2 separate regions of the Mus musculus genome follow, and region 1 is linked to region 2. Evidence: chromatin contacts called from public promoter capture Hi-C data. All regions are on one chromosome and are shown on one strand. The core of a region is the stretch at or near the end of the contact, and the rest is flanking DNA. Distances in the headings are between cores, read along the strand shown. Region 1 has its middle 39 kb from the start of Ccdc130. Region 2 holds the start of Rln3 (relaxin 3).

The links. Promoter capture Hi-C pulls out the DNA fragments that hold promoters and counts their contacts.
Region 1: a promoter capture Hi-C map of embryonic stem cells shows a contact between it and region 2, with 2.8 times the contacts expected there. The contact joins the enhancer-like site here to the promoter of Rln3 in region 2. A contact is called at or near these places in 17 of 39 promoter capture datasets (3T3-L1-derived adipocytes, the HPC-7 cell line, HPC-7-derived erythroid cells and 12 more), 1 of 15 datasets of contacts at CTCF or cohesin (the NIH/3T3 cell line), 5 of 484 Hi-C or Micro-C datasets (the G1E-ER4 cell line, bone marrow-derived macrophages, cerebellum and 2 more), 2 of 115 datasets of contacts at active chromatin or transcription factors (embryonic stem cells and microglia) and 4 of 9 other capture datasets (adipose tissue, liver, macrophages and 1 more).

Annotation. Positions count from the first base shown.
Region 1 is chr8:84,306,188-84,313,079 of GRCm38.p6, forward strand. No RefSeq gene overlaps it. Among named protein-coding and RNA genes, the nearest start is that of Ccdc130, 39 kb to the left of the region's middle. Within about 2 kb of position 1,339, at least 5 of the 459 cell types and tissues checked have an H3K27ac peak or open chromatin away from gene starts, as enhancers often do. A contact at or near this core is called in embryonic stem cells, where this site is marked.
Region 2 is chr8:84,041,387-84,047,708 of GRCm38.p6, forward strand. It overlaps Rln3 (relaxin 3), which reads right to left and starts at 3,593. Exons shown (of 2, transcript NM_173184.1): 1 at 3,384-3,593; 2 at 1,681-1,945. The coding sequence starts at 3,570. The coding sequence ends at 1,707. Il27ra (interleukin 27 receptor, alpha) reads right to left here and starts at 1,189. Exons shown (of 14, transcript NM_016671.3): 1 at 1,064-1,189; 2 at 701-818. The coding sequence starts at 1,148.

The DNA.
Region 1 (6,892 bases), core at 89-2,588, 260 kb after region 2:
GCAAGGCACGTGGAGGACATGTGATGCTTAAAGGGTATAAATGGACTCCATGGAGAGACAGAGACAGAGCTTGGCTTGTTAGTACAGCTAGCTGTGCAATGCTTGTAGGTCTCTAGTCTTCACTGATCTTTACTTCCCTGAGAGAGGCACAGCAGAGAACTCCTGGTGTTCCTGTTGGTCCCTCCTGCTGACTCAAGCTGAGGCTGAGGCCTGGCTGTCTCTGCTAGGTCATGTCACCGCTGTTGCTAATTCAGCTCTACCAAACTAGATGGCTGGTGTATCCCTGAAATGTTTGTGAGTGGATTGAGCTGCCGCTGCCTGTGAACTGAACTGCCGATTTCCAGACAACACAGATGGGAGTTGCTCCAAAGAACCTCTCTAAAAAAAGGTCCGCTCTCCCCTACCCCACTCCCACCCTGAATCCTTTCTTTTCCACTACCTGGGTGGTGGGCGACAAGGGAGGTTAAAATATTCAAGCTAAGCATTTAAGAACCATTATTTAAAATAAAGTTTGAAAAAATTAGTTAGCCATAGCTCAGTTGGTAAAATGTTTGCCTAAACTGCATGAGGCCTTAGATTCCATCCCCAGGGCCACATGAACTGTGTGTGGTAAAGCATGCCTGTAAAATCTCAGAACTCAGGAGGTGGAGACAGGAAGACTGGAGGCTCAAGGCTATCCTCATCTACATAGGGAGTTCCAGACCAGCCTGGGCTACATGAGACTGTCTCAGAACGGTGTGTGTGTGTGTGTGTGTGTAGTGAAACATCATCAGGTAAAGGGACTTTCCCCTGAGCCTGGTGCTGTAAGTTGGATCTCTGACATCCATATGGTGGAAGGAAAGGACTGACTCTAACAGATTGTCTTTTGTCTCTGTATGCAAACCAGGGCAGACAAGCTCCTCCTCCCCCAAATCAATCAATTAATTAGTATTTTAAGAAGCCCAACATGTTGTTTTTGTATTTTGAGACAGTCTCATACTCTATATTCCAGGCTGGCCTAGAAGTTGCTTCAGTCCTCCAGCTTTTCAAGTTGTGTTAGTTACTTCTGCTGTGATACAACACTATGACCAAGGCAACTTACAGGAAGGAGGAGTTTATTTGGTTCCACAAGGGTTAGAAGCCATGATGGCTGGGGACAACATGGAAGCAGGCATCGTGGCCGAATCCGCAAGCGGAAAGTTCACATCTTGAACCCCAGACACAAAGCAGAGAGTGTAAATGCTCAAAGCCTACTTCCAGTGAGATACTTCCTCAAGCAAGGCCACACCTTCTGGGTCTCCCCAAACATCAGCACCAACACCAGACTAAGTGTTCAAATACAGGAGCCTGTGGGGGACATTCTCATGCAAAACACTATACAAGAGCTGGGATTGTAGGTGTGAGTATGCACATTTGCCTGTTCTCAGCATCCCTACTGGGTGGCTGTACCCCATTCACTGGAATCTCTAGCTCCAGGAGATTGGACACCTTCTTCTGCCTTCTAAGGGCACCTGCATATGAGTGGCAGACACTCATGCAAACACATAAACCCCAGCAATAAACTGTATGACATTTTACTAGCATTTCATTTAGGCTGTGTTCAGACATACAGGAAAGTCACAAGAACAATACTGAGATGACAGACTTGTGGTACCATGCCTGGTTATTGTTGAAAACTCAGGGCCTCTGCCAACTGAGCTATAGTCGGGTATGCTCATGTCTGGTGCCTGCAGAGGCCTGGAGCTGGAGTTACATATAGCTTTAATCTGCCTGATACAGGGATGCTGGATACCAATCTCAGGTCTCTGGAAGCACAGTATGCTTTCTTAATTGTGATACAAACTGACCCACGAGATGTGGAATGGTTGTCAGGGAGCATGCCTGGAGCAAGACTTAGGCCCTGACAAGTCCAAAACCCGAAAATCTCATTCTGAGACAGCAAGAGTAAGGCTCGCTCACCTCCCTGTCTGATGCCACAGTGCTATCCTTGGGACTCCCACCTTCATCACTCTTGATATAGTCACATAGCCTGATGGCCATATTACAAGTTTAACTTCTCTTCTCCCTACAGCAAGCACCTGGAATTCTTCTTTGTGTAAATGAAGCATTCCCAGCACCTCACCCCCAGTCAGTAATGTACACACACCTTGGAAACCCCTACCCACTCCCCAAGGTTTATACAGCCCTTATTTACCCCTGAATAAAGAGAGCTGTAACTCTAAAAACCTCCTCGGAGAAGTCCTCCCCCCCCCCCGCACCCCAGCTTGCACTGGTGCCTGAATACCCCAAGGGCACAAGCTAAGCCAGTCCCCACTTATCTGCTGAGCAACAGGCTTTCTGTCTGTACTGTTTAAGTTTATTGTCACTTGCAGCAGCAGAGCAGGATTTATTGCATCAGAGCAACAGAGGCCACATGGCCTGCAAACCAAAACCTTCTGGCCTTTTACAGAAAACATAAAGCAACCAGTTAAGCCACCAGGAAGCAGTTATAGTGGGACAGGCCTGTGAGTCCCACTTAGGACGCTAAGGCAAGAGAGTGGTAAGTTCAAGGCCAGCCTGGCCAAAGTGAAACTCCAGTTTCAGAATGGCTGTTCCAACTGAACAGAAGTTCATTGAGGTGGATACATTTTGTGTCTGTAATTTCATGCAGTGATTTTTTTAAAATCACAAATTATTTATAATAAAATTTTAATAAACAAAAAAAGGTGTAAAATAAAATAACAAAGTCTATATTGTACCTATTGATGTGTTTATAAACAGGTAAAAATATTTCTATGGAGGTGTGGTGAGGAATGGGGAAAGGGAGTGCTTCAGTGAGCCCATGCTGAGGCAGCCCTTCCCCCTCCCCAGGGACCAGCCACACGGTATAGTATAGAATAGTACTTATTCAAGGCAAGCGGGGAGGTTAAGAGGGTAGTAGAGGCAGAAAAAGGCAGAGGGAGAGAGAGAGAGAGAGAGAGAGAGAGAGAGAGAGAGAGAGAGAGAGAGAGAGAGAGAGAGAGAGAGAGAGAGAGAGAGAGAAGAGGAGTAAAGGCTGGCTATGAGTACATGGAGGGTTGGGCAAGGGAATGGGGGGACAAAAGGGGGAAGGGAAGAGCAAGAGAAGAGCAAGAGACCAAGAGAGCGAGGAGGGGACAAACAGCCCCTTTCATAGTGAGTCAGCCATACCTGGCTGTTGCAAGGTAACTGTGGGGTGGAGCTTAGACAGAATGCTCACATTCCCCTATTTTGGTTTAATTACAAAAGGAAAAATTAGAAAGAGCTGATGGTGGAGCAGGAATAGGGTCATTGTGATCTCTGGCTACTTCATTCTGGCATTGGGGCAACGTGTCTCTAGGGAACCTAAGAGAATGGGAATATTTGTCCAGTCTTAGAGTTGGCTGTTTCCTTGTTGTCCATGGTCTGTGGAGCCATCTGAGGATAGGTCAGAAGGAACAGATCTAATAGAAGTGTCTGTGCCTGTGCCTGTGCCTGTGCCTGTGCCTGTGCCTGTGCCTGTGTGAGTCTGTGCCTGTGCCTGTGCCTGTGCCTGTGCCTGTGCCTGTGCCTGTGCCTGTGCCTGTGCCTGTGCCTGTGCCTGTGCCTGTGCCTGTGCCTGTGCCTGTGCCTGTGCCTGTGTGAGTCTGTGCCTGAGCCTGTGCCTGTGCCTGTGCCTGTGCCTGTGCCTGTGTGAGTCTGTGCCTGAGCCTGTGCCTGTGCCTGTGCCTGTGCCTGTGCCTGTGCCTGTGCCTGTGTGAGTCTGTGCCTGAGCCTGTGCCTGTGCCTGTGCCTGTGCCTGTGCCTGTGCCTGTGTGAGTCTGTGCCTGAGCCTGTGCCTGTGCCTGTGCCTGTGCCTGTGCCTGTGCCTGTGCCTGTGCCTGTGTGAGTCTGTGCCTGAGCCTGTGCCTGTGCCTGTGCCTGTGCCTGTGCCTGTGCCTGTGCCTGTGCCTGTGCCTGTGCCTGTGCGTGTCTGTGTCTGTGTCTGTGAGAGAAGATTGGAGCATCTGTAGGTTGCTTCTCTGGAGCTGTCTTGAATGTAGTAAGTGCTTGGATTTGACAAGATGCTGAAACACACACACATATATTAAAGGTAGAGATTAATTTTTTTTCTTAGATGTACATTTGAAACCCAGAGGAATCCACCCTCAGGAATAGGTAGTAAGTGGGAACTGTAGGCTATTGATTAGCAAATGGACTTATCTGGATGGAGTCTATTTGGTCCATGAGAGGTAGATCTGAGCGGGTTTCCTGTAGCTTATACGTTTACAAAAGAGATAACAACATGGGTTAACAACATGTATAGTCTATAGGAATAGTGTTAGGACTGTGGCATAGCAAGAAGAAGAAATATGAAAAACTTTTAATTAATGGAAACCAAGCTTAGGTAAGGAGGTAACAGATTACATCTATGAAAGCTTTTTCTAGCTGTCAGGTTATAGTTACCTTTATATTTTGATATGCCTAAAATTGCTCAATGATTGGGCCACTTCCTAACCTCCATTTGTCTAATCCACCTCTTTCAGATACCCCAAAGTTATTACTTGCAAGAATCTATATTCCATCTTTGCTGCCCTGGACCCAGTCCCTGTCCCTCAGCTTCTGTGTGGCAGTATGCTCTCTGTCCCGAACCTCCTTCAGCTTGGCGTCTCCTCTCCTTCACCTCTCCTGGCATGGTGGGTCTCCCTCCTCCTTTCCTCTCAGTCCCTCTCCCAGGAATCCCAAAAGTCCCACCTCTGTCTGCCCTGCCCAGTCATCGGCTGCTGGCATCTTTATTTACCAATAAGAACCAACTAAGGGACAGAGTCTCTTAGTGTCTTCCATTTGGACTCTTGCGCAAACAGTTTTGGGGACCCAAATAAACATAATACAAGCAGCATTTGGCCAAACCCACTATATTTTCCCCTTTTTGTCCAATTAAAAAGGCCCATTTCTCTTAGAAATAAGTTGAACACAACTGTAATGATTATGTAAATTATAAGGTATGATGTACACTTAATAGCCAGTCCATCAATTTTGTCAATACAGTACTTTACCATCTATCCTAACTTAAAGAGTTTGCAATTCTGTGCCTGAATTAAGTTGATTTTTAACTTGTATTACCATCTGAAATCCATTCTTTCAAATCTGGAACATGCTAAACAACTTAGGTTCAATTATGAGACTATAGCCAGTCTTCAACATCCACTGGAGATCTGAGAAGGAAGTAAAATTCCCTTTCCCTGCTATGTGACTGCCATCACCAGATGGCTGCCCTCTGACCTCCAGTCTCCTCTCCAGTCACATGGCTTCTGTTTCTTCTCTTTCCAGCTTCTTCCTTCCAGGCAGCTGTGACATTGCAGCTCTCCTTTTTTTTTTTTTTTTTTTTTAAAGATTTATTTATTACATGTAAGTACACTGTAACTGTCTTCAGACACACCAGAAGAGGGCGTCAGATCTCGTTACAGATGGTTGTGAGCCACCATGTGGTTGCTGGGATTTGAACTCTGGACCTTCGGAAGAGCAGTCGGGTGCTCTTACCCGCTGAGCCATCTCACCAGCCCCGCAGCTCTCCTTTTAAATGCTAGTGTTTCCCTCAAGATTCTGTGTGAGTCCATGCTTTGTCTGCTCTTCCAGTTATGCCTATTATGAAATTCTTTTATTAATGAGTCTAACAGGGGACTCTAATTTTCCCAGGATCATATGATGATTCTGTGGGGACTCCCTGAGATTTCCAACACACTTCATTGTCTCTAATTCTTAAGTCAACAGAGAAATAAGCAAGAACAAAAAAACAGTTTCTGCATCCCTGGATGACATCAGGGTCACCACACCTAGCTCTTGTGTTTCTGAACTAGTGAACCCTAAGATGCTTTTGCTCACTTTCAGGATGCGGTTATTTTGTCTGTTTTCTTCCCTGAGAGATCTTTGATACTTCATGAGTGGCTGGCTGGCTGGGTGGGCACATGGGTGAGTGATTGGATGGATGTGTGAGTAGGGGTCTCTCTCTCTCTCCCTCTCCCTCTCTCTCCCTCCCTGCCCCCCCTCTCTCTCTTTGTGTGTGTGTGTGTGTGTGTGTGTGTGAGAGAGAGAGAGAGAGAGAGAGAGAGAGAGAGAGAGAGAGAGAATGAATGAATCAACAAGTGGTTAGATGTACTGTTGGATGGATGGGTGACTGTGCAGGGATGGATAGGTGAGTAGGTGGACAGATGAATGAATGAATGAATTTATAGGTAGATGGATTGGTGCATAGGTGGGTGGTTGTGTGGATGGATGGATGTGTAGGTAGGTGGGTGTTTGAGTGGATTTATATATATATATATTTTTTTTTTTCTCAAAACAGGGTTTATCTGTATAGCTCTGGCTGTCCTGGAACTCACTCTGTAGGCCAGGCTGGCCTCAAACTCAAAAATCCACCTGCCCCTGCCTCCTAGGTGCTGAGATTAAAGGCATGTGCTACTACTGTCTGGCCATTCATTTATATTTATATCATTGCATTCAAGTTAGTAGCTCCTCTATCTCTTCTCTAGAAATTCAACTTTTAGCATCTCTTGAGGATATTGCAGGGATATTCAACAGGCTCTTGAGGTGAGAGTCCCTGGACCGATAGTCACTCATTCCCTCTAAATCCAGCATGACCTCAACTGCACAATATTAAGGCCAGGATAGCTCTGTAATCCTCAATAGCTCCCAGCAACTGGAATATTTTTAGACAGAGATACAAGCGAAGACCTGGCTGAGAACAGGTGTCTGTCCCACTGGCTCAGAACAAAGGGTTTTTTTTTTTGTATCTAAGGACTCAGATCCAGGAAGCAACTGCTCCCCTAATTCAGTTCCCCAATTCTAGATTTCCAGTGCTAGGCAGTTAGTTGTCTGCTTGCTGAGGATTCACGCTGCAGGGGGAACCCAGAAAGCCAGGAAAATGCTTGGAGATCCTTGAATTGTCCTTTAAGCTGTT
Region 2 (6,322 bases), core at 2,343-4,842:
GGCCAGCTTCACAGGGTAAGACCCTGTCTCAGAAAACATGCTGTTCCCCGGGGCTCCTCCCAAGGTGCTTTTTCTTTGTCCTTTACTTAGCGCAATTGAAATGAAGTTTCCAGATACACTCTCCCCTGGACCCTGAACCCCAAACCATACCAGAACCAGCTATTGTTGTTGTGATTACAAGCGCTACACTGACTTTTTTTTTTTTTTGAGACAGTTTCTTACAGCCCACGCTGATCTCAAACTTGTTGTGAAGCTGAGGTCGCTCTTGAACTCCTGATTTTCTTGCCTCCATCTTCCAAGAGCTGTGTTTGCAGGTGTGTGTCACCATGCTGCTTAGAGTGAACTCAGAAATTCAAGTTACCTGCCCGATGTCGTACAACAACGATATTAACCTGCTTTCTAGTGCTCAGCAGTTTTTCTTTGCCATGTGCCTACCGTGCTGATGGGCAGAATCAATCATGGCAGGCCTGTGCCGTCATTACTGTGGGGGTGGGGGTGGGGGTTGAGAGAGGGAAAGTGGTCAGACCTGAGTTATGCCATAAGGGAATGAGTGGGCTAGCCTGAGGGTTGTGAGAGTGTGGACCGAATTCTCAGTAGCCGGACTGAGGGGCGGGCGGTGATCCTCTTAACAAAATTCGCTTGAAATCTGAGTGACCACTTTCCGTCCTCAGTTTCCCCTAGACCACTCCAGGGTACTCACTATTTCTGACTCTGGTGATACAGCACAGGTGGAGTCTCCAGGTCGCCCAAAGGTTCCCAGGAGCAGTTCAGGATTCCCAGGGGACCGACGCTGTAGCACTGCAGTGGACCTGGACTGCCTGCAGGGGCGCAGAGAGCCGAGAGGACCGTGGTCAAGTTCCCCGGGGCCTGAACTTGCTGGACTGTGGATGCGTCCATCCTCTGGTACAGTGGTAGTGCAGTACCGGAGCGCAGGGCCTGGCACGTGCTGGGATGGCGCAGAGGGAGTCCCGGGCCCCTTTCCGACCTGCTACATCCTGTTGTCGCCCAGTTCCCGATGCCCTACAACTGTGACCCCGAGCCAGCCACTCACGAAGCTGCTCACCGTGGGGCCGCGTCCCGAGCAGCAGCGACATCAGCGACAGCAGAAGCTCCAACGGCGTGAGGCGTGCAACCCGGAGCCGGTTCATGGCTCCCAGGGACAAGTGACACCACCAGGCTTGGGGCTTACAGCCTGCGGGAAGGAAGCCACCCCGCCCCTGGCGGGAAGTCCCCAAATCCGCCCACCCCCAGCAATGATACGCACGCGTGCAAATGCTCAGAACTGAACCTTTATTTTATGTGGTGAGGAAGTCTGAGTACTGAGGACCAGGGGCTCTGTTTTGGGGTGGGGGGGAGGTTAGCCAGGGACAGTGGCGACAATTAGGGCCGGACTGAGGGTGGAGGTGGGGCAGACTCTAGTGTAGCCAGTTTAAGAAGATGGGCATCTGGTTGCTGCTGGGCTGCTGGGGGTGAGGTTGTGGCACGGAAGAACTCAGCCATGAAAAACAAGTTTCTGTTTGGCTGGATAGAGGAGGGGCCGGCAGCAAGGTGGGGAAAGGTTGGCAAGTAGTGTATGCATCTTGGCAGAGGGTCTGTAAGGAGACAGTGGACCCCTTGGTGCCTCGCCTGTAGGAATGCTCTTGAACATCGCACAGCTGACAGCAGCTTGCAGGCACGGCCCGCTTCTCCATTGCTCAACCCTGATCCTAGCACAAGCTGCTAATTTGGCTCTTGCTACAGCCCCACTCGCAGCAACTGCTGGAAAGGCCAGCCAACACATCTCTGCTGCCCCGAACCACTCCAGGTGACCCTTGCCAGCTGGCTCGACCACCGTAGAAAGCCTGGGGGGATTTGGTTAGGGCCAGCCACTCGCTGGAGCCCACCGCTTCATCCAGCTCGCTGGCCAGGTGGTCTGTATTGGCTTCTCCATCAGCGAAGAAGTCCCCTGCAAAAGCAAAGAGGAAGAATCAGGGCTTAGCCCACTTACATCTCCAGTCTGGAGGATCAAGGTTGCGGTTCTGAGTTTGATTTCATCCCCTCGAGGGTTCAAATGCTGGCTCTGTTGTCAGTTTCAGTGCTAAGCTGGACTTTCCTGTCACTGAGTTCATGCGATTCTTTATTTAATGTGGACGGCGTAGATGAAAATATGCATTTGGGAGCTAGGCTCCCTAAATCAGAATAGTAAATGACATTACTTCCGTCTCCCTCCTAGGCTCAGTTTTCTTTTCCACAAAGCAGGGGAGGGGGAGGGGAGATAATAATAACTTCTACTTTTTTTTTTTTTGGCTTTGTCAGGAGTATCAGACTGGATGCCCGCAAAAGCACAATACTATGGGATACATGAGGAGCACTCAAGTGAACACTGATCATTTATTGACCGTCTTGTTTGCTTTACCGAATTCACTTCTTCCAGCCTCTCAGTGACAGCTACTGAGTTTGCTGCTGTTGCCACCTACTTACTATTCACTAATTGGGACCCTGGCTCCTCATCAGGCTTGTGTGAGGACACAGCCATTTAGCCATAGAGCTACTGTTTTGAGGCAGGCACACTCCTAACCTGCGCATGCATCCATCTGTCTGTCCATCATTCACCACCCACACATCTCTCTTTCATCATCATCTTCTTCCTCCTCCTCCACTCCGTTTTTTGGTTTTGCGATTTTTTTTTTTTTGAGACAGGGTCTTAGGCTGTCCTTGAGTTCATGACCATCCTGCCTCAGCTTCCCAGAGTGTTGGGATTCTAATCACAGTCTCCCAAGCCCACTGTGTCGCCTCTTTTGTCTCGCCTCTAAGGAGCTGCACTCTCCTGATTGGCCTCCTGCTGCTCCAGCCACACTAAACAGTCTGCCCCGTTAAAGAATTCTGCAAGGTCTCACCCACTGGGTCTACCATTTCACCAGGAATGGTCTCTGCAGGAGGTAGCAAGGGCTAGAGAGGCCAGAAGGTGGCGAAATCAAGCCCTGTGCCTAGCATCCCGCTCCCTCTCGGCAGACTGGGATAAAAAAACCTGATGTGCCCTCACCCAAAGGGAGGCACCTTAGGGGCAGCGGCACCTCTGTGTGGTGTCATGCTACACACAGCCAGGAAAAGGTAGCCTAATGGCTTTCTGATTTCCACACCCCTGCCTTTAACCCCAAGATGCCTGGCTTCCAGCTACCTCAATTGTACCATCCTGGTCCCGAGGAAGCTTAAAGGCAGGCAGAGGTGTTTCACTGCACATGGCTAGGCAGGGATTCTACCCTGTAGCCCAGGCTGCCTTTAAATGTGAGTTTTTTCTGTTACCACCTCCCAAGAGTTTGGAACTAACCATGCCTGGCCCATGCAGCCTGTTTGGCTTTGCGCTTACCAGGACACCTGTTCCAGGTTGATTGCCTAGCACTCACCCAGAGATTCGTGGGCCAAGATGTCCGCCCGGCGCCATCGTGAGCCTCCGCAAGTGAAGATGACCGCGCGGATGAACTCCCGACCGCAGAGCTTCACCCCGTAGGGCGCCGGCCTCGCCTCGGCCTGCAGCCCCAGAGCCCCGAGGAGAGCCCAGGAAGCCAGCAGCAGCAGCCCGAGCATTGCCATGATCAGCTGAGATGCCTGCGACCCAGGTGCTCTATCTGCACCACCTCCGATCCCCTATTTATACAGGCTGGCTCCCAGCGCCGCCCGCTGACCTGGGTTATCTTCTGAGCAGAGGGGAGGCAGTTGGCAACCTGACCTTTACCATCTCCTTGCTAAGAGATAACCTTTCACGCAGACAGGGTGACATGGCTCAGCTCTCTGTCATCTTCCACACCGAGCAAGTTTCCTGCTTCAGTCTACTACTAAGTTTTGGGATTATAGGAGAAAGCCACCACCTCTCCTTTCTTCTTAGACAGAATCTCCTAACCTGGCTATCCTCAAACTCTCCTCTGATCTGGAGAGATGGCACAGTAGATAAGGATTTCTGCTCTTCCAGATGGCCTGAGTTTGGTGCCCACTACCCAAAGCAGGCAACTCACAATTGCCTGTAACTCCAGCTCCAGGGGATTCTATGCCCCCATCAGGAGCCCGCATGCACATGCATATACATATGTGCACATATACAGACATAAATAACAATTTTAAAAAATTTTTTTAAATAAATAAATAAATGTATTTGTTTATTTTACATCCTAATCACAGTTCCCCCTCCCAGTGTTGAGGTTTCAGGTGTGAAACATCACATTTTGCTTTTAAAAATCTTATTCTTGCTAGGCATGATGGCATACACCCAGCACTCAGGAGCAGAGACAGGTGGATCTCTGAGTTTGCGGCCAGTCTAGTTTACATAGTGAGTTCCAGGCCAGCCAGGGTTACACTTACTTTCTTCCTTCCTTCCTTCCTTCCTTCCTTCCTTCCTTCCTTCCTTCCTTCCTTCCTTCCTTCCTTTCTTTCTTTCTTTCTTTCTTTCTTTCTTTCTTTCTTTCTCTCTCTCTCTCTCTCTCTCCCTTCCTTCCTTTCTTTCTTTCTTTCTTTCTTTCTTCCTTCCTTTCTTTTATTTATTTTTTTGTTGTTGTATTTTTGAGACAGGGTTTTTTTGTTGTTGTTTTGTTTTGTTTTGTTTTGTTGTTTTTTCGAGACAGGGTTTCTCTGTATAGCCCTGGCTGTCCTGGAATTCACTTTGTAGACCAGGCTGGTCTTGAACTCAGAAGTCCTCCTGCCTCTGCCTCCCAAGTGCTGGGCTTATAGGTGTGTGCCACCACCGCCCTGCAGAGACCCTGTCTTTAAAAGTCCAATTTTAGCCGGGCGGTGATGGCACACGCCTTTAATCCCAGCACTTGGGAGGCAGAGACAGGCGGATTTCTGAGTTCGAGGCCAGCCTGGTCTACAGAGTGAGTTCCAGGACAGTCAGGGCTACACAGAGAAACCCTGTCTTGAAAAAAAAAAAGTCCAATTTTGTTTATTGTTTTAGAATTATGTAAGTATATTTATTTATGTGTCTTTGTGTGTGCATGTGTATGTGTGTCTCTGTGTGAGTGTGTCTGTGTGCACCACATTTATGTGGGTTTTTGTAGAGGCCAAAAGTGGGCATCAAACTCTTGGAATTCGAATTACAGGCTGTGCTGCTGACATGGCTGCTGGGAACAGAACTTGGGTCCCCACACAAGAAGAAAATGCTCTTATCACTGTGCTGCCTCTCAGCCCCTCTGCAGTTCTGGGGTGGCCTGGAATGACCTTAGGGCTGGAGAGACAGAGATGGCTCAGAGTTTATGTGTACTGGATGCTCTTCCAGAAGACCTAGGTTTAGTTCCCAGCACCCACATGGCAGCTCACAACCATCAGTAGTAATTCTACGTCCAGGGAATCTGACGCCCTCTTCTGGCCTCTGCAGGTACCAGACATGCAAATGTTATACAGACAAGCATGCAGGCAAAACACCTATGCACATATCAAAATTATTTTAAAGTAAAAGCCCTGAACCTGTGGTGAATTCTCCCACCCCTACCACTTATTTTTCTTAGCTTTCTTTCTATGGCAGCAAGAGGGCAGAGATGGGAGAAGAGACGGGGAGAGAGAGAGAGAGAGAGAGAAAGAGAAAGAGAAAGAGAGAGAGAGAGAGAGAGAGAGAGAGAAGGGAGGGGGGTGTATTTTATATACACTGATTATTAGGCTCAAGGCCCTGCACCTGCTATGAAAGGGCTTACACAGCTGCATCCCAAGAACTTAAATTTCTTTTAAAAATTGAGACTTATAATTTCATTTTATCTACTATCAATCAATCAATCTATCTATCTATCTATCTATCCATCTGTCCATCCATCCATCTAATGAGGATGTGTGCCATGGTGTGCATGTAAAGGTTGGAGGACAACTTGTAGAGATCAGCTCTCTTTTGGTTTTTTGTTTTGTTTTGGTTTTTGTTCTTTTTTGGTTTTTGTTTTTTTGTTTTTTGGTTTTTTTTGTTTTGTGTGTGTGTGTGTGTGTGTGTGTGTGTGTGTGTGTGTGTGTGTGTGTGTGTGTGTGTGTGTGAGATAGGGTTTCTCTGTGTAGCCCTGGCTGTCCTGGAACTCACTTTGTAGACCAGGCTGGCCTCAAACTCAGAAATCTGCCTGCCTCTGCCTCCTGAGTGCTGGGATTAAAGGCGTGTGCCACCACGCCCGGCTTGAGATCAGCTTTCTTATTCCACCACATGAATCCTGGGACTTGAACCCAGGCTTGGTGGCAGGCACCTTTATCTACCCTGACATCTTGCCAGCCCTCCCTGCCACCGCTGTCTTACTCAAGACAGTGTCTCACTGAGTTGCCCGTTTGACCTTGAGCTTATTCTGTAGCCTAAGTTGGCCTTAATTTTGCTCTCCTCCTGCTTCAGCCT